5 separate regions of the Mus musculus genome follow, and regions 1, 2, 3 and 5 are each linked to region 4. A link is a contact called in public HiChIP or PLAC-seq data. All regions are on one chromosome and are shown on one strand. The core of a region is the stretch at or near the end of the contact, and the rest is flanking DNA. Distances in the headings are between cores, read along the strand shown.

Region 1 (2,700 bases), core at 35-2,534, 170 kb before region 4:
TCCAGCAATTCCCAGGGCAGGAAGAGGCTAGGCCTGGCTTGGCCTGGGCTCTGGATGCTCTTCTCAGGCAGAATAAACAATAGGCAGCCATTTCTTTCCCCTCAGCTAACTCTCCTCACCCTCTCAAAAGTGGGAAGTCTTCTTTAATTAAAAAGTGCTCGGGGTTCCATGCAGGACTCCTGTTCTCTTTTAAGACGTAACAACACTGACTCTATGGCCCCTCCTACACTTGATGTGCCAGGGCCAGAATGGTACCCATGACCAATTCTGGGGCTATGGCAGGCATACTCGTGAACATCGTCCCTGCCTTGGGGACATCTAATTTTCTTGCCGAGACCTCCCAGGTCTTGCAGGCAGGCATCTGTTTATGCCTGACACATCTGTGTGCCGTGACATCGTGGAAAGGGGTTCTGTGGGGTTGGGGTTGTGGGGTCTTAGCCAGTCTAGGCTATTCAATGTGATTAGACATCATTTGGGTCCCTTGGGTTCTAATCTTCTCCTCCCCAGAGTCTCAGCCAGTAAGCATACATACACTGTACTTCTTCCTTGTCTGTCCTGCGCAGCAGTCAACACAGCCAGAAAATCCCTGGGTTTGCCTCTGTGAGTACCAAGCCTGTGGCCCTGGACTCTCAGATGTCCTCTGCTTCCCGTGATGGCTTCCTGTCACGGCATACCCTTTTAGCGCCGGCTGCAAGTCTCTGTTGGGTATTTGAATCTCACTTAAACTGGAACTGTACTTATTATCAACTCAGTAATTCTCCAGATTAGGGAGTAACCGAACTCCCGATCCTCTATCTTCCGAGTGCTGGGATTACAGGCATGAACGGCCTTGCCATATGTCACTCATATAAGGCTGGACATGGAACCGGAGGCATCGTGCATGCTAGGCAAGAACCCTACCAACTGAACTATGTCTCAGGCCTATCTCCTCTCCCCAGCCCTCCTTTTTCCTCTTTGGAGACCCAGGGTGAGCCATTCCACACCCCAGCACTGTGCCCTTCAGAGTGAGGTCCCCAGCCAGCAATGCCTACATTCCCTGGGAATTCACTAGAAACACAAATCACTAGGGTGGTTTTGTTTTTGTTTTGTTTTGAGACAGGGTGTCATGTAGCCCAGGCTGCCCTGGAACCCTCTGTGTAGCCAAGGCTGACCTTGAATTTCTGATCTTCCAGTTTTCCTTCTCTCAGTTAAAGAGATTACAGCCAAGTCCCACCCTGCTCAGTTTAGATATGCAAATTATTAAACTTGGAATGTCCCTCAGTTACCAAAGTCTAGCTGGGCCACTGCATTATCTTAACGAATGAATTGGACCACACCCCAGATGACAGATCAAGAAATTCAGTCAGTGAGGCCTGATAGTTTGCATTCTAACAAGACTTCCTGTGGATTCAGGAGGTGCTCCATTGCACACAAGAAAACAACTGCTAGGGAGAGAGAGAGAGAGAGAGAGAGAGAGAGAGAGAGAGAGAGAGAGAGAGAGAGAGAGAGAGAGAGAGAGAGAGAGAGAGAGAGGAGACTGGTACTCCCTAAGTCAAAGAACTCCTTTGCCTCTAAAATAAAGGCTACATTCTGTTTCAAAGTCTTGCCACCACCATCTGCCCACTGTAAGCAGGACCACCCCTTTGAGGAAGAAAGAAACGATTGTTTCCATTTTATGGATGCAGAAACTGAGGCTCACAGCCTGATCCAAGGTCACATAGATAGCTGGAAAATAGTAACTCAAGGTCTTCATATTCTTAGGCAAGGAATCCTTCCAGCACACCTTGAGTCTTCAGAATTCCTTTAGACCAAAGAAACAAACCCAGGTCCTATTGGCCAGGAAGGAGATCTGCCTTCCAGCTTTCTGCCCAATTTCCAGTTGCAATCACAAGAGAGAGCATCCAGGAAGCATAAATTTTGCCTGGCAGTTGAGTAAGAGCTCTGAAAGGAGTTACACGTCAGGGAGATGGGACTTTATTTCTCAATGAAATAGCCTTTTTATGGCTGGAATAAAAGTGCCAGGGGAGCCTAATGCCAGGAAGCAGAAAGCACATTTGATAAACTCCTCCAGCCAGGGCGGGGCTGCATGGGAACTCACCGCAGAGTTCCCCACGACACCAGTGCATGCTTCTCTGTAGATCCGAGTCCTGCCTGGGAGAGATCTTGGTTAAAGGTGGTGGTGGGGTCGTGGGCGGCGGTCCTCGTGGCCCTTCTAGATGGAGAATGGCTGACACTGGACCCCAGAGCCTGAAGCTGGGTCTCCAGTTAAAAGTGGAGCTGCAATGTAAAGAGCAGCCAGCAGGGGGCAGCATAACACACTGTTCCAGCCTGACCTGGGGCTGCTACAAGGGTTGGGGGCTTAGGGGTGGGGGGGCCTCTGGGGTACAACCCTCAGAAGAGGTCAGCGGTAACTCTCTCCCTAGGAAGTCTTCCTCCTCCTTTCAGCTTTTCTCTTCAGCCTTTTCCTATCAAAGAACAGTTCCCCATAAGGTGGGGTAGGGTTTCCCTCCCCTGTCTTGCCCACTCTCTGGCTGTCTTCTTAAGCTTCGACAAGTTTATCTTTGGACTTGACTAACCCATTGATTTCCTCCCAATGGGGTCTTTCAGATAGTCTTAGTGTAACTACGTGCAAATGGGCAGAGTTTGTAGGTTTTGGGGGCACCACCTTCATAGTCCCGGGGCGGCGGTGGGGAGGGTGGGGGCGCGAGAAAATCCTGAAGG
Region 2 (2,700 bases), core at 184-2,683, 240 kb after region 4:
GATCTGAGTGTCCAGCGCCTTTAAGTGTGATTCCCCCTAATCGACTTATCACAAGTAGAAAGGCAGTAAGACTCTAAGTAGTAGTCCTCTGCCTAGGAAGGAAGGGAAATATCTGTAAGTGGTTTAAAACTCTTTAAGGTGCTTCAAGATGTTGACAAATGAATGATGAGCTTCCCAGGCTAAAAATATTGCTCCTCCTAGGTCTATCCTAATCACATTGAAACATAAGATAGCCAGAGAGCAGAGACACTTCTTCGGGAGCTGAAATCAAGGCCCGGCGGTGCACGTGATTTAGGGCTCGCTACAAAACCTTGCTACCCACTTCTGCACTTTACTAAGAGAAGAGAGACTTAAGATAAGCAGCACTGCCCTGGGGCCAAAGAGAAGGCTGAGCAGGCAAAAGGCGTTGCTGCTAAGCCTGAGGACCTGAGTTCCATCTGAGATCCACATGGCGGACGGAGGGGGGAACCGTTTCCGGCAAAGTTGTCCTCTGCCTCCCACCAGCACCATGCTGCGCACATGTACACAAAAATAAACAAAAAATCAAAAGTAAACATAACTTGCCCTCTGCCTGCCAGCACACTGGTGGTAAAACCCTCTCCACATCCCACTCCGCCTTTGGCTTAGAAACCCCTTCCGAGGCCATATCAGCACGACTTCCAGGCAGCCCAAGCATCAACAGTGGCCCTCACTGTCCCACAAGCGAAGCGGGATTTGGTTAAATCTGCAGGTGAAGAACTCGGAGGGGAGTCCTTGGCTAAGACAACCAAACCCAGCCAAGCGAGGGTTGGATCCTCAGCTAAAGCTCAGTGGCGTCTGTTATTTAAAGTACGTCCCCTTTCTACTAACGCACTGGGAGGGAAGGAGTCCTCAGAGCGGCGCCCCAACTTGAAAAGGAAAGAAAGCCCCATGGTGAATGAAGCCCCAGATGCTGGCACTTTGGGGGCTGAGGCCGTGGGAGCGGGAGTCGCCAGGCCCCTCCCGACAGGGGACAGCCGGGTACCAACGAGCCTTCCCCACCTCTCTCTCCTCCAGCAGGGCCCTGCAGCTGTGTGCTGAGGACCTAACCGGAGCCCGCCACCCTTCCTGACCAAGCCCAGAGGGCTCCGAGGGGTCGCCGAGCGGGAAGCCAGGGCCTGAGACCCGGTCGAGACCCCGACCCGGGACTGTGGTGAGAGCGGGGTCACCGGGGGAGGAGCCGGGCCGGGAGGACCGGAGAGGGGCGGGGCCCAGAGAAAACACTAAATCGGGGGTCCTCCGCTTCAAGGCGTCAGGGTCGCCGCCCCACTGCCTGCCGCGCGCCCAGCGGCGCCCCAGCCGCGACCCCTGACAGTCGCGACGGGGCAGTCCCACTCCCCTCACCTGGTTCGGCTGCTCTGCCTGCTCCGACGACGCCATCTTCCTCAGGCCTGACTAGTCGACCGCCGCTGGCCCAAGTTTCTCCCAAGAGCGCTTGCACTAGTTCTCCCGACTAGACCAAAGTAGAAGGTCCCGAGCATGTCGATGGGGGCGGGTTCCCGGCAAAAAGGATTGAGTGAGACTGGTGTCCCGGTTATCTTGCAGTTTACAGGAAAATCCATAGTTCAAATTCTTTTTAAAAAAATAGAATATCTCTTGTTGTTGTTGTTTTACATTGTTGATGTATAAACGCTGTGGTTTAGGCACATCTACTCCTAATTTTCTCCCCCTACTCTCCCCACATCACCCACCAGGTTCACCCTCTTTTTAAAATAAATTTACATGTTTGTATGTTTAGACTTGTTTGTTTTTGTTTTCTAGACAAGGCCTCACGTAATTCAAAGTAGCCTCAAACTTTCTATGTAGCCCTAGATGAACTTCTGATCCTCCTGCCTCCACCTCGAGGTGCTGAGATAACAGGCGTGCGCCACACATTTTTATTCTTGAAGTAAATCTCTCCCTATTCTCATAACATCGTGGGCACATTTAGGGACTACTTATTTAATAAACACATGAAAATGTAAGTTAAAATTTAGCCATTCGACCGGGCACTGGTGATGCACGCCTTTAATCCCAGCACTTGGGAGGCAGAAGCAGGCGGATTTCTGAGTTCGAGGCCAGCCTGGTCTATAGAGAGAGTTCCAGGACAGACAAGGCTACAACAGAGAAACCCTGTCTCGGAAAAAAAAAAAAAAAAAAAAAAAAAAGCCAAAAAAAAAAAATAGTGTAGCCATTCGGTACACTAGTATTCGTTAAGTACCTACTGTTTCTCAGAAGCGTTCATAAACTCCAACAACACTCTGCAGCTCGCTCTCTCTCTCTCTTTTTCTTTTTTTTTTTTTTTTTTTTTTTTTGGTTTTTCAAAACTCTGTCGTAGCCTTGGCTGTCCTGGAACTCACTCTGTAGACCAGGCTAGCCTCGAAAATTTGCCTGCCTCTGCCTCCCAAGTGCTGGGATTAAAGGCGATCGCCACCATGCGTTCTGCAGCTCTGTCTTAAGAAACCCATGTGTTGGGGCTGGAGAGATGGTTCAGTGGTTAAGAGCACTGACTGCTCTTCCAGAGGTCCTGAGTTCAAATCCCAGCAACCACAAATAAATAAATAAGAAATCCATGTGCACAATAGTGCTTTCTCAGGCTGCCTCTCCTCTGTATTAGAACTGACATCTCAAGATGGGGATATAGCTTAGTTGGTAACACATGCATAAAACCTGGGCTCCAGCACAATGACTACGTGGTACAGT
Region 3 (2,740 bases), core at 209-2,708, 200 kb before region 4:
GATAGGGTCTCACTATGTAGCCCCAGCTGTCCTGGAACTCACTATGTAGACCAGGCTGGTCTTGAACTCACAGAGGTCCACCTGCTTCTGAATCCCAGCTATGTGATTGAAGATGTGACCACCGTGCTGGCTCCATCTTACTTTTTTTTTTTTTTAGACAGGCTCTCTCACTGAGCCTAAAGCTCACCAATCCAGACAGATGAGCTAGCCAGGGAGCCCCTAGGAACCACATGACTCTGCTTCCCCGGTGCAGGGATTAGGGGTGCACTTCACCTAGGCTGGCTTTCCCCGAATATCGTGTACTTAATGATGGAGTCGTCTGTCTAACACTGTGTGGTTCTTTAAGCTGTGGAGAACCCTGAGGTGTGGGAAGGATTCTTGTCAAAGGGTTGGTGTGTGTGACAGGGATGTTCATTCAGAACTTCTGCCTCCCTTTGTGGCAGTCTGTCTGTCTGTCAGTCTGTCAGTCTGTCAGTCTGTCAGCAAATTCATCCCAACATCCTGGATTCTAGAACAAAACCACCTTCTTCTTCTTCTTCTTCTTCTTCTTCTTCTTCTTCTTCTTCTTCTTCTTCTTCTTCTTCTTCTTCTTCTTCTTCTTCTTCCTCTTCCTCCTCCTCCTCCTCCTCCTCTTCCTCTTCCTCCTCCTCCTCTTCCTCCTCTTCCTCTTCCTCTTCCTCCTCTTCTTCTTGTTCTCCTCCTCCTCCTTTTTTCTTTTCTTTTTTCTCTCTCTCCTTTAAACTGGCTGTAAATCTGCAGGGCTCCCTCATCAATAATGACTTAATCCTTAACGTGGATTCATTGTAAAATCTGTATCACAATGTTGCCTTTTCGGAAACCCTTTTTTTACATTGATGTCCTGGGAAGTATCCTCCCTCAGCATCCCCAGTTCCCGTCCCTGCCTCTCATCCCTGTTTCTTCTTTGGTGCTTGCTTGCTATGGAAGATTCCACTATTCATTTCTTTCTTTGTCTTTGCTGCTTGGTCCAAGTCTTGGCTACTGCCCATGGTAGGCATGCAAACAATATATCTCTGGGGCTAGGGTGTAATTCAGCGGTAGAGTGCTTGCTTAGCATTCTGATGCCCTGGATTTGACCCCGTAGCAGAGCAAAAATAAAAAAATAATAAAATCCATATATACATAAATATAATTGACTAGATGAGCTGTAATGGAGATGCTGCGCACCTGTAATCTGGGTATTTGGTAGGCAAAGGCAGGAGGGATTCCAAGTTAGAGGCTAGCCTGGGCTGTATAGCGAGGTTAAGATTAGCACACTGTCTTAAAACACAACACAACACAACAACAATAAAAGCAAGAAAAAATGAAAAGAAAACAGAACCAAAAATGAGATATAATTGCCCGGCTGTATGAAGACAGCCGAGGCAGCCCTGCTGGGCTGGGCACCTGCTCCATGCCCTTCGCTCTTCCTTGCAGGGCCATCTGTCTGGCTTGCATTCAGCCTGCTGTGTTCCCATGGATCCTCCCTGTCAGGTCAAACAAGGACAGGCCTCGCCCAGCGCATGGAGCTCTGACAGGTAAATCAATCAAGCTTTTCTGGTTCACAACAGGCTTTGGGCGGTCCCCTCTCCTCAGACGGACAACTTGCCATGCTTACATGGAAGGCAGAAGGCATCTGTAGCCAGCACACCGGCCTGGATGGCCGCCCAAGTGCTGGGATTCTCAGGGCAGCTGGTGCCAGAGGCAGGACCAGGCTTCCTCACATGGATGGCAGCACTTGTTTTGAAGTATCTGGCACAGGCTCTGCACCAGGCCTGGCAGGGAGACTTGGCGGCAACACAGTTTGTTGTTTTCACCTTTGCTGTTTGTTTGTTTGTTTTGAGACACGGTTTCTCTGTGTAGCCCTGGCTGTCCTGGGCTCACTATGTAGATCACGCTGGCCTTGAACTCAGAAATCCGCCTGCCTCTGCCTCCTGAGTGCTGGGATTAAAGGTGTGCGCCACCATTGCCAGACCTTTGTTGTTTGATTTTTGCTTTTTTCAAGACAAGGTTTCTCTGTTGCCCCTGCTGTCCTTTTGGAACTCTCTCTGATGCAGACCAGGCTGGCCTCAGAGATCTGCCTACCTCTGCCTTCTGAGTACTGGGATCAAAGGTGTGTGCCACTGCCTAGCTTGTTTTGTTTTTTGGTACAGGGTCTCAATATACAGCTTTGTCTGGCCTGGAACTTGTTATATAGACAGGCTAGCTTTGAACTTGAAGAAATCTCCTGGCCTCTTGACTCTCAAGTGCTGGGATTAAAGGTGTGCACCACTGCACCAGGATCACTAACTCATTTTTACATTAGAGTGCAGAGGAGTGAGGGACTTATCATCAATCTCCTGGCAAAGACTAGTAGAGCCCAGACTTCCTCAAACCAGTTGAGTCCTGGGGTCTCCATTGTCAGTCACTCACCACACAAAAGATACAACAAGAGTAGCACATGTTTGCTGAACGTTTATTCTGGTTCAAGCCCTGTGTTGTGATCCTCCACCCAACTCCCTCCTTTTTTAAAAAAAAAAAGATTTATTTATTATTATATCTACGCACACTGTAGCTGTCTTCAGACACACCAGAAGAGGGCATCAGATCTTATTACGGATGGTTGTGAGCCATCTGTGTACACAGCTACAGTGTACTTACATAATAAATAAATAAATCTTTGGGCTGGAATGAGTGGGGCCCGGAGCGAGCAGAGGTCCAGAGTTCTATTCCCAGCAACCACATGATGCTCACACCATCTGTA
Region 4 (2,700 bases), core at 159-2,658:
ACTACGAGCAGTGAAACCCCAGAGAGTCAGTTGCATCACTGACCTGGCCCGGGGAGACCTGCCCCCACCCTGTCTGTATTCCCATCTGTTCTGCAGAGGTGAACAGATGGAGCCAGAAGGTAGCAGGGATGAGCTGTGACTGTTTTTTGTTTGTTTCTCTCCCATTATATGGATGTAGAGCTGAGGCTCTGGGTGGTGCAGATGGTTGGAGAGGGGTCAGCTTAAAGTTGCTTGTTTGCTTGTTTGTTTGTTTGTTTGTTTGTTCAAGACAGGGTTTCTTTGGCTGTCTATCCTAGAATGAGCTCTGTAAACCAGGCTGACCTCGAACTCACAGAGATCCACCTGTCTCTGCCTTCCAAGTGCTGGGATTGAAAGCACTGCCTGGCTTGGGTTCTTAACTGAGCCAGGCAGAGCAAGGCCTGGTGTTTGCCATCAGGCTGGTTCTGGCAATGGAGAAGATGCAGGACTCATTGTCATTTGATCAGTGGTGAGAGGAAAGTGGCTCACCTCTGTGAGTCTAACTGGTTGGTGATGCAGGATTGGTGCTGCTTCTGGTTTAGGGCCTCTGAGAGGGGGAGTGTAGGATCTCCTGCAGGCGTCACAGCCTCACAGCGAAAGCTGGGGAAGTGGGAGGATTTCCCAGAAGGCAAGGAGGCAGTGTCCACCATAGCCTCCAAGCGAGGATACACTCAGGTAGTTGGGACGTAGGACCTCATCTGCAGGCCCCTGTTGGTGAGAGCTGCCTTTTCCTGCCCCCCCACTCCCTCGCAGGAGAGGCCAGAACACGTTGTAGTCTTCAGAAATCTGCAGTGGCTTAACTTCACTCAGGAAGGAAAGGTTCTGAACCATGGAGGAGCTAGTCAAATATGTATGCCAGGGTAGTCAGGGCTCCAGGAGCAATTTGGCCTCCAAAAGGACTGCCCAAAGAAACAGAGAGATGGATTGCTGTGCCTCTGAAATGACTGACCTAGCCCCACTCAGTCTTTGCATTTGGGGCCAAACTGTAGTCTGGGGACTACACGGGCTAGTAGGCGGTTGTTCTGATGGAGACCATTTATATCAAAGATAAGAAGCCACAGGAGCCAGGTGGTGATGGTGCACGACTTTTATCCCAGTACTAGGGAGGCAGAGGCAGGTGGATCTCTGAGTTCAAGGCCAGCCTGGTCTACAGAGTGAGGTCCAGGACAGTCAGGGTTACACAGAGAAACTCTGTCTCAACAAAACAAAATAACAACAACAACAACAAACCAACCAACCAAATAAACAAAAGCCACCGGAAGGCTGTGTGACTAGCTTGGCCTTTTGAGGAAGCTCTGGAAAAGATCTGCTGATCCAAGGGGAGGTACTAAGCTTGAGTACAGAAAGATAGGTGGTAAGGATAGCCCTAAGGTGTAGCTCCGGCTGCTGTGCCTCCCCAGGGGCACAAGCCTCACATTCCACACCCTTCCCCCACTCCGGTACGCCCTCCCCTTGTCCTTGACAGAGGGCACTGTATGTTCATGCTAGGCATGGCCAGCAATCCCTGAGCCAGTGGGCGATGTGCCCAGCAGTGATAATCATTGCAGATAAGCTTCTGTGGTGCCCCCTGCCCAAGAGAGAGCAGGAGCCACCCAGGATGCCTCAATGGTGCAACTCTTCCTGGCCTGTAAGTTTGATGCAGCCACAAAGCTGGACCCTGGCCTGGAAGCAGAAAGATCCTGAAAGATGCCCAGATGACTTGTTCAGCGTTGTCTTTTTCCCGCCTCTTTCCTTCTTTGCCCCAAATCCTAAGCAAAATTAAGAAAGATTGAAAGATTGGAAGACAGACAGATAGACAGAAGGAAAGAAGGAAGGAAGGAAGGAAGGAAGGAAGGAAGGAAGGAAGAAAGAAAGAAAGAAAGAAAGAAAGAAAGAAAGAAAGAAAGAAAGAAAGAAAGAAAGAAAGAAAGGAGGCTGCACCCAAGCTTCCTGTTACTGGCTCCCGAAGAAACCAGTCAAATCTCCCCTTGTTGAGAACATTTTGACAGCATAAAATTGCTGCCGGAATGTGACTTTAACGAAAAGTAAAAAAAAAAAAAAAAAAAAAAAAAAAAGGGAAAAGAAAAAAAAAAAAACCTTCCTTCATGCATATGGAGTTTTTTGGAAAAAAAAATGGTATTTTAATGCTTTCTATTAAATTGGGACTAAAAGTGGTGTCTTAATTTGCATGCATTAGCATATTTGCATATAGATCACTGAAATGGTGGAAGAGAGAAGAGCCTTTAAATGAAAATTCTTTTAAAGGCACAGGCCTGCCTCCCTCTCCCTCTCCCTCTGGGATTTGTACTTGATCTTTCTCTGCACCTACAGCCCGCCTTGTGTCTTGATCGCCACGGGAATAGGTAGCTGACCGACACTCAGAGCTGTTTCACTGTGGAATTAGAGGCTGGCAAGCCCTGGTTCTTGGTCACCACAGCCCTGTGGCTTCCTAGTGTAGCCAGGACTCGAGTTGGCCTGTCCCAGAGGTGGCTGTGCGGGGAGGGGCTTGCATCTACCACCAACAGACTGTGGGCCTGGGTCCCTGGGCCTCTGCAAGCCTTTGTCCTCCCACAACTTGGGTTTTCTCCTCTCACCCTTCCTAGGCTATGTTTTGTGCTATGGGTCTACTGTAGACACGGGTGCTCCCTGAGACTTTCCTGGGCTTATAGCCTGGCTTTGTACCAAAGGAGGGGAGGGGGTAGG
Region 5 (2,700 bases), core at 67-2,566, 130 kb before region 4:
GGAGGAAAGAAGGGAAGACAGTGACTTCCGATGGCCTGAGACCTGGGTCCTGGGTGCCACGGCTGGCTGTCATGGCTGCCCTGGCTGGCTGTCATGGCTGCCCTGAATGTAGACAAAGATGAAGGGAGGCTTGGAGAAGAGAGACCAGGAGGCAACCCGCTGAGCTTTCCCCAGACATTTGTCAAGGAGCAGCAGGTGGGTGCTGGAGCGGAAGTGGATAAAGGAGAAAGGAACCTGCCGGAGGAAAAGAGGCAGGACACAGGAAGCTTTCTGATTCCGGAAGTGACGCATTCTGCTATTTGGGAGGTAAGTGGGGTGGAGCCTAGAGGGAGGGGCTAGCCAGAGATGGCAGAAACCACACTGCCAATCCGCCCCTCCCCAATCCCCCCTCCCACGAGACTGCGACAGTACCACCACAGTAGCCCCAAAGGATGTCCTGCTTGCTGTGTGCCCCACCCACCGTGGGGAGTTCAGGCCTTTTGCAGCAAGACTCTTTGCCGTAGTCCCCAGGATTTTCTGCCGGGGCAGGAATTATGGTTCCCGTTCTGCTGGGCAGATGCTGAACCACTGAGCTACATCCCCAGACCTACAGAGAGGTTCATTCACTTGCCCAAAGGCCACACAGCTTTTAAGAAGCAGAACTAGAATTCAACCTTGATGTTGCCCCACTGCCTGGCTACCCAGGTGCCCAAGAGTTCCCTGTCCAAAGGATGGTGGATGGGCCTTGTTGACTTGGCTTCTGGATCAGCCAGGGTATGCATGCCAACACTGGGGATGTGTGGGTCAGGAGTGATTTCCCAAAGGGCTGGCTCACTTTAGTTCTCAAGAATGCAAAAAATACTGTTAAAAGAGTTGTTCAAGGGGTGTGGAAATGCAACCCCAAGGTCAGAGGTCAGAGAAGTGCCAGGGATTAGAGAAGCCTTGACTGGAGGGCGGGAGGAGGGGGGGGGGAACCAGAGATGGATGTGGTAATTAAGCTTGCCATCCCAGCACTCAGGAGGCTGAGGCAGGAAGACTGCTGCAAGTTCCAGGCCAGACTGGGCTGGGCTTCAGGGTGCCTGCTCTGTCTCACAAAAGCAAAAGAAATGGACAGCCCTGGTGGTGGTGAAGGTAGTGTGTGTGTGCTGTGTTTCCAGACCTGGCCTGGCTCAATGAAGCAGTCCTGACGGAAGACTCAGAGGCCTAGAGGCAGGAGAGCCAGAGGTGAAGCTGTACACGGCCCATTCATTGGGTGGGTCCCCGCAGCACAGCGCCCGCCTTGCAGGAGCCAGCTCGCCCCGCCCGCGGGGGTCGCCCGTCCCAGGCCGGGAAGTCTAATGTGCCCGCAGCCGTTCCGGGGAGCGGTCCCCCGCCGCGCTAATGTGCGGTCGCCCCGCCCGCCAGCAGTGGTGCCCCCGCGCCGACCCCGAGCGCAAATCGATACGCATCAGGCGGCGGGCTGCCCCGTCCCCTCCCTGCCCACACCCCTCTCTCCAAGCTCCCTTCCTCCCTCTCGGATACCCCGGACCTGCCTCCGCCCTCTGGCTTCCTAGGAGCCTGGGAATCCCGGGTGAGTGGATAGGGGCTTAGGGCCAGAGCGTGCTCATTCTTTCCCCAAGGCAGGGACCCGGGGAGGGGGATGAATGAAACACTCCAATGCAAAACATCAGGGGTGACGGTGGCCCCTGCATAAGAGAAATCAAGACAAGTAAAAATTAAGGCCCGGGAATGTGGCTCAAAGACACAGCTCTATGGCACATAAATTAGATGTGGTGTGCACACCTGTAATCCCAGCACTCGCTCTGGAGTAGAGGCAGGAGGGTCCTAAATTCAAGGTCAGTCCTCAGAGGCTACAAAGTGAGCTTGAGGGATAAGGGAAATCATGCTTCAGGTTAAAATGAAAAGGCTTGGTGGACGATAGCTCAAAGGCTCAAGCGCTTGCTTTGCAACAAAGAGTTCGAGCCTACATAAAAGCTGGCAGGTGTACTGGCACCCTGCTAGTCCAGGTGGGCACGGATGATCCTCAGAGCAGGCTAGACCATCAGACCAGGGGAGCCCCAGGCTCACCAAGAGACTCCAATAAATTGGAGTGTGGGATCAGCATGGAGACACTGGGTGAAGTCACTCACGGAGGAAATCTGGGGACCTGAGGTAGATCCATGGAACCCATGGGTCACCCGAAGGAGAGAGCTCACTGCCACACATGCACCATGGCACCTGTTCCCATTTACCCCACGCCCTCCATGCTGTGATAATAAGTAAAAAATTTAAAGATTAATTTTTTAAAAAGGTGGAACCTGACAGAAGATACCAGGCACCTCTGACCTTACAGGGCCACACAGGCCCGCGCGTGCACTCGCACACAGGCCCACAGGCCTTCGTTCAGGCACACACACCACACGCACATGTACATGTGATAACTACATAAGTTAAAAAAATTAAGGGAAAAATTAATGCAAAAAAAATCCTCAGTGATCAAAAATAAATCAAAATTTTAAATGAAGCTGAGATCAGTAATGGTTGAGCAGAGCCATATTGGAGCCTGGGGCAAAGGGAAAAAAAATATCAAGAAGCTGGATCCTGTTTCATTTAAATGTTGAATTCTTTGTTCATCCCAGATTGCTCACTGGGGGACGGGTTGTCACTGAAACTCGCTTTGGGGACCAGTAATGACAGAAGAAGAAATGCCAGCACCTTAATTACCTTAAAAGTATTATTGGG

What was found. HiChIP or PLAC-seq counts read pairs in DNA pulled down with a chosen protein or histone mark.
Region 1: an H3K27ac HiChIP or PLAC-seq map of embryonic stem cells shows a contact between it and region 4, with 5 read pairs. The contact joins two enhancer-like sites. A contact is called at or near these places in 6 of 39 promoter capture datasets (the C10 cell line, cranial neural crest, frontonasal cranial neural crest and 3 more) and 2 of 115 datasets of contacts at active chromatin or transcription factors (craniofacial prominence and embryonic stem cells).
Region 2: a contact with region 4 is called in an H3K4me3 HiChIP or PLAC-seq map of embryonic stem cells, with 10 read pairs. The contact joins the promoter of Pex14 here to the enhancer-like site in region 4. A contact is called at or near these places in 7 of 39 promoter capture datasets (the 3T3-L1 cell line, cranial neural crest, embryonic stem cells and 3 more), 4 of 115 datasets of contacts at active chromatin or transcription factors (embryonic stem cells, forebrain and stem cell-derived neural progenitor cells) and 2 of 9 other capture datasets (adipose tissue and pancreatic islet).
Region 3: a contact with region 4 is called in an H3K27ac HiChIP or PLAC-seq map of embryonic stem cells, with 2.9 times the contacts expected there. The contact joins two enhancer-like sites. A contact is called at or near these places in 5 of 39 promoter capture datasets (the C10 cell line, cranial neural crest, frontonasal cranial neural crest and 2 more), 1 of 484 Hi-C or Micro-C datasets (nephron progenitors), 5 of 115 datasets of contacts at active chromatin or transcription factors (craniofacial prominence and embryonic stem cells) and 1 of 9 other capture datasets (pancreatic islet).
Region 5: an H3K27ac HiChIP or PLAC-seq map of embryonic stem cells shows a contact between it and region 4, with 20 read pairs. The contact joins two enhancer-like sites. A contact is called at or near these places in 7 of 39 promoter capture datasets (the C10 cell line, the HPC-7 cell line, cranial neural crest and 4 more), 6 of 484 Hi-C or Micro-C datasets (the CH12 cell line, bone marrow-derived macrophages, embryonic stem cells and 3 more), 8 of 115 datasets of contacts at active chromatin or transcription factors (craniofacial prominence, embryonic basal ganglia, embryonic stem cells and 2 more) and 1 of 9 other capture datasets (embryonic stem cells).

The regions. Positions count from the first base shown.
Region 1 is chr4:148,679,452-148,682,151 of GRCm38.p6, forward strand. No RefSeq gene overlaps it. Among named protein-coding and RNA genes, the nearest start is that of Gm572, 37 kb to the left of the region's middle. Within about 2 kb of position 1,285, at least 35 of the 459 cell types and tissues checked have an H3K27ac peak or open chromatin away from gene starts, as enhancers often do. A contact at or near this core is called in embryonic stem cells, where this site is marked.
Region 2 is chr4:149,098,410-149,101,109 of GRCm38.p6, forward strand. Pex14 (peroxisomal biogenesis factor 14) reads right to left here and starts at 1,434. Exons shown (of 9, transcript NM_019781.3): 1 at 1,363-1,434. The coding sequence starts at 1,398. It overlaps Gm46722 (a long non-coding RNA gene), which reads left to right. Exons shown (of 3, transcript XR_003955172.1): 1 at 1-730; 2 at 1,036-1,171; 3 at 1,268-1,369.
Region 3 is chr4:148,649,708-148,652,447 of GRCm38.p6, forward strand. Gm572 (predicted gene 572) reads left to right here. Exons shown (of 12, transcript NM_001368835.1): 2 at 1,435-1,535. Among named protein-coding and RNA genes, the nearest start is that of Gm572, 7.8 kb to the left of the region's middle. Within about 2 kb of position 1,459, at least 25 of the 459 cell types and tissues checked have an H3K27ac peak or open chromatin away from gene starts, as enhancers often do. A contact at or near this core is called in embryonic stem cells and pancreatic islet, where this site is marked.
Region 4 is chr4:148,854,278-148,856,977 of GRCm38.p6, forward strand. All of the region lies in intron 2 of Casz1 (castor zinc finger 1), which reads left to right. Among named protein-coding and RNA genes, the nearest start is that of Gm42352, 16 kb to the right of the region's middle. Within about 2 kb of position 1,409, at least 11 of the 459 cell types and tissues checked have an H3K27ac peak or open chromatin away from gene starts, as enhancers often do. A contact at or near this core is called in embryonic stem cells and pancreatic islet, where this site is marked.
Region 5 is chr4:148,723,140-148,725,839 of GRCm38.p6, forward strand. No RefSeq gene overlaps it. Among named protein-coding and RNA genes, the nearest start is that of Gm32897, 23 kb to the right of the region's middle. Within about 2 kb of position 1,317, at least 33 of the 459 cell types and tissues checked have an H3K27ac peak or open chromatin away from gene starts, as enhancers often do. A contact at or near this core is called in embryonic stem cells, where this site is marked.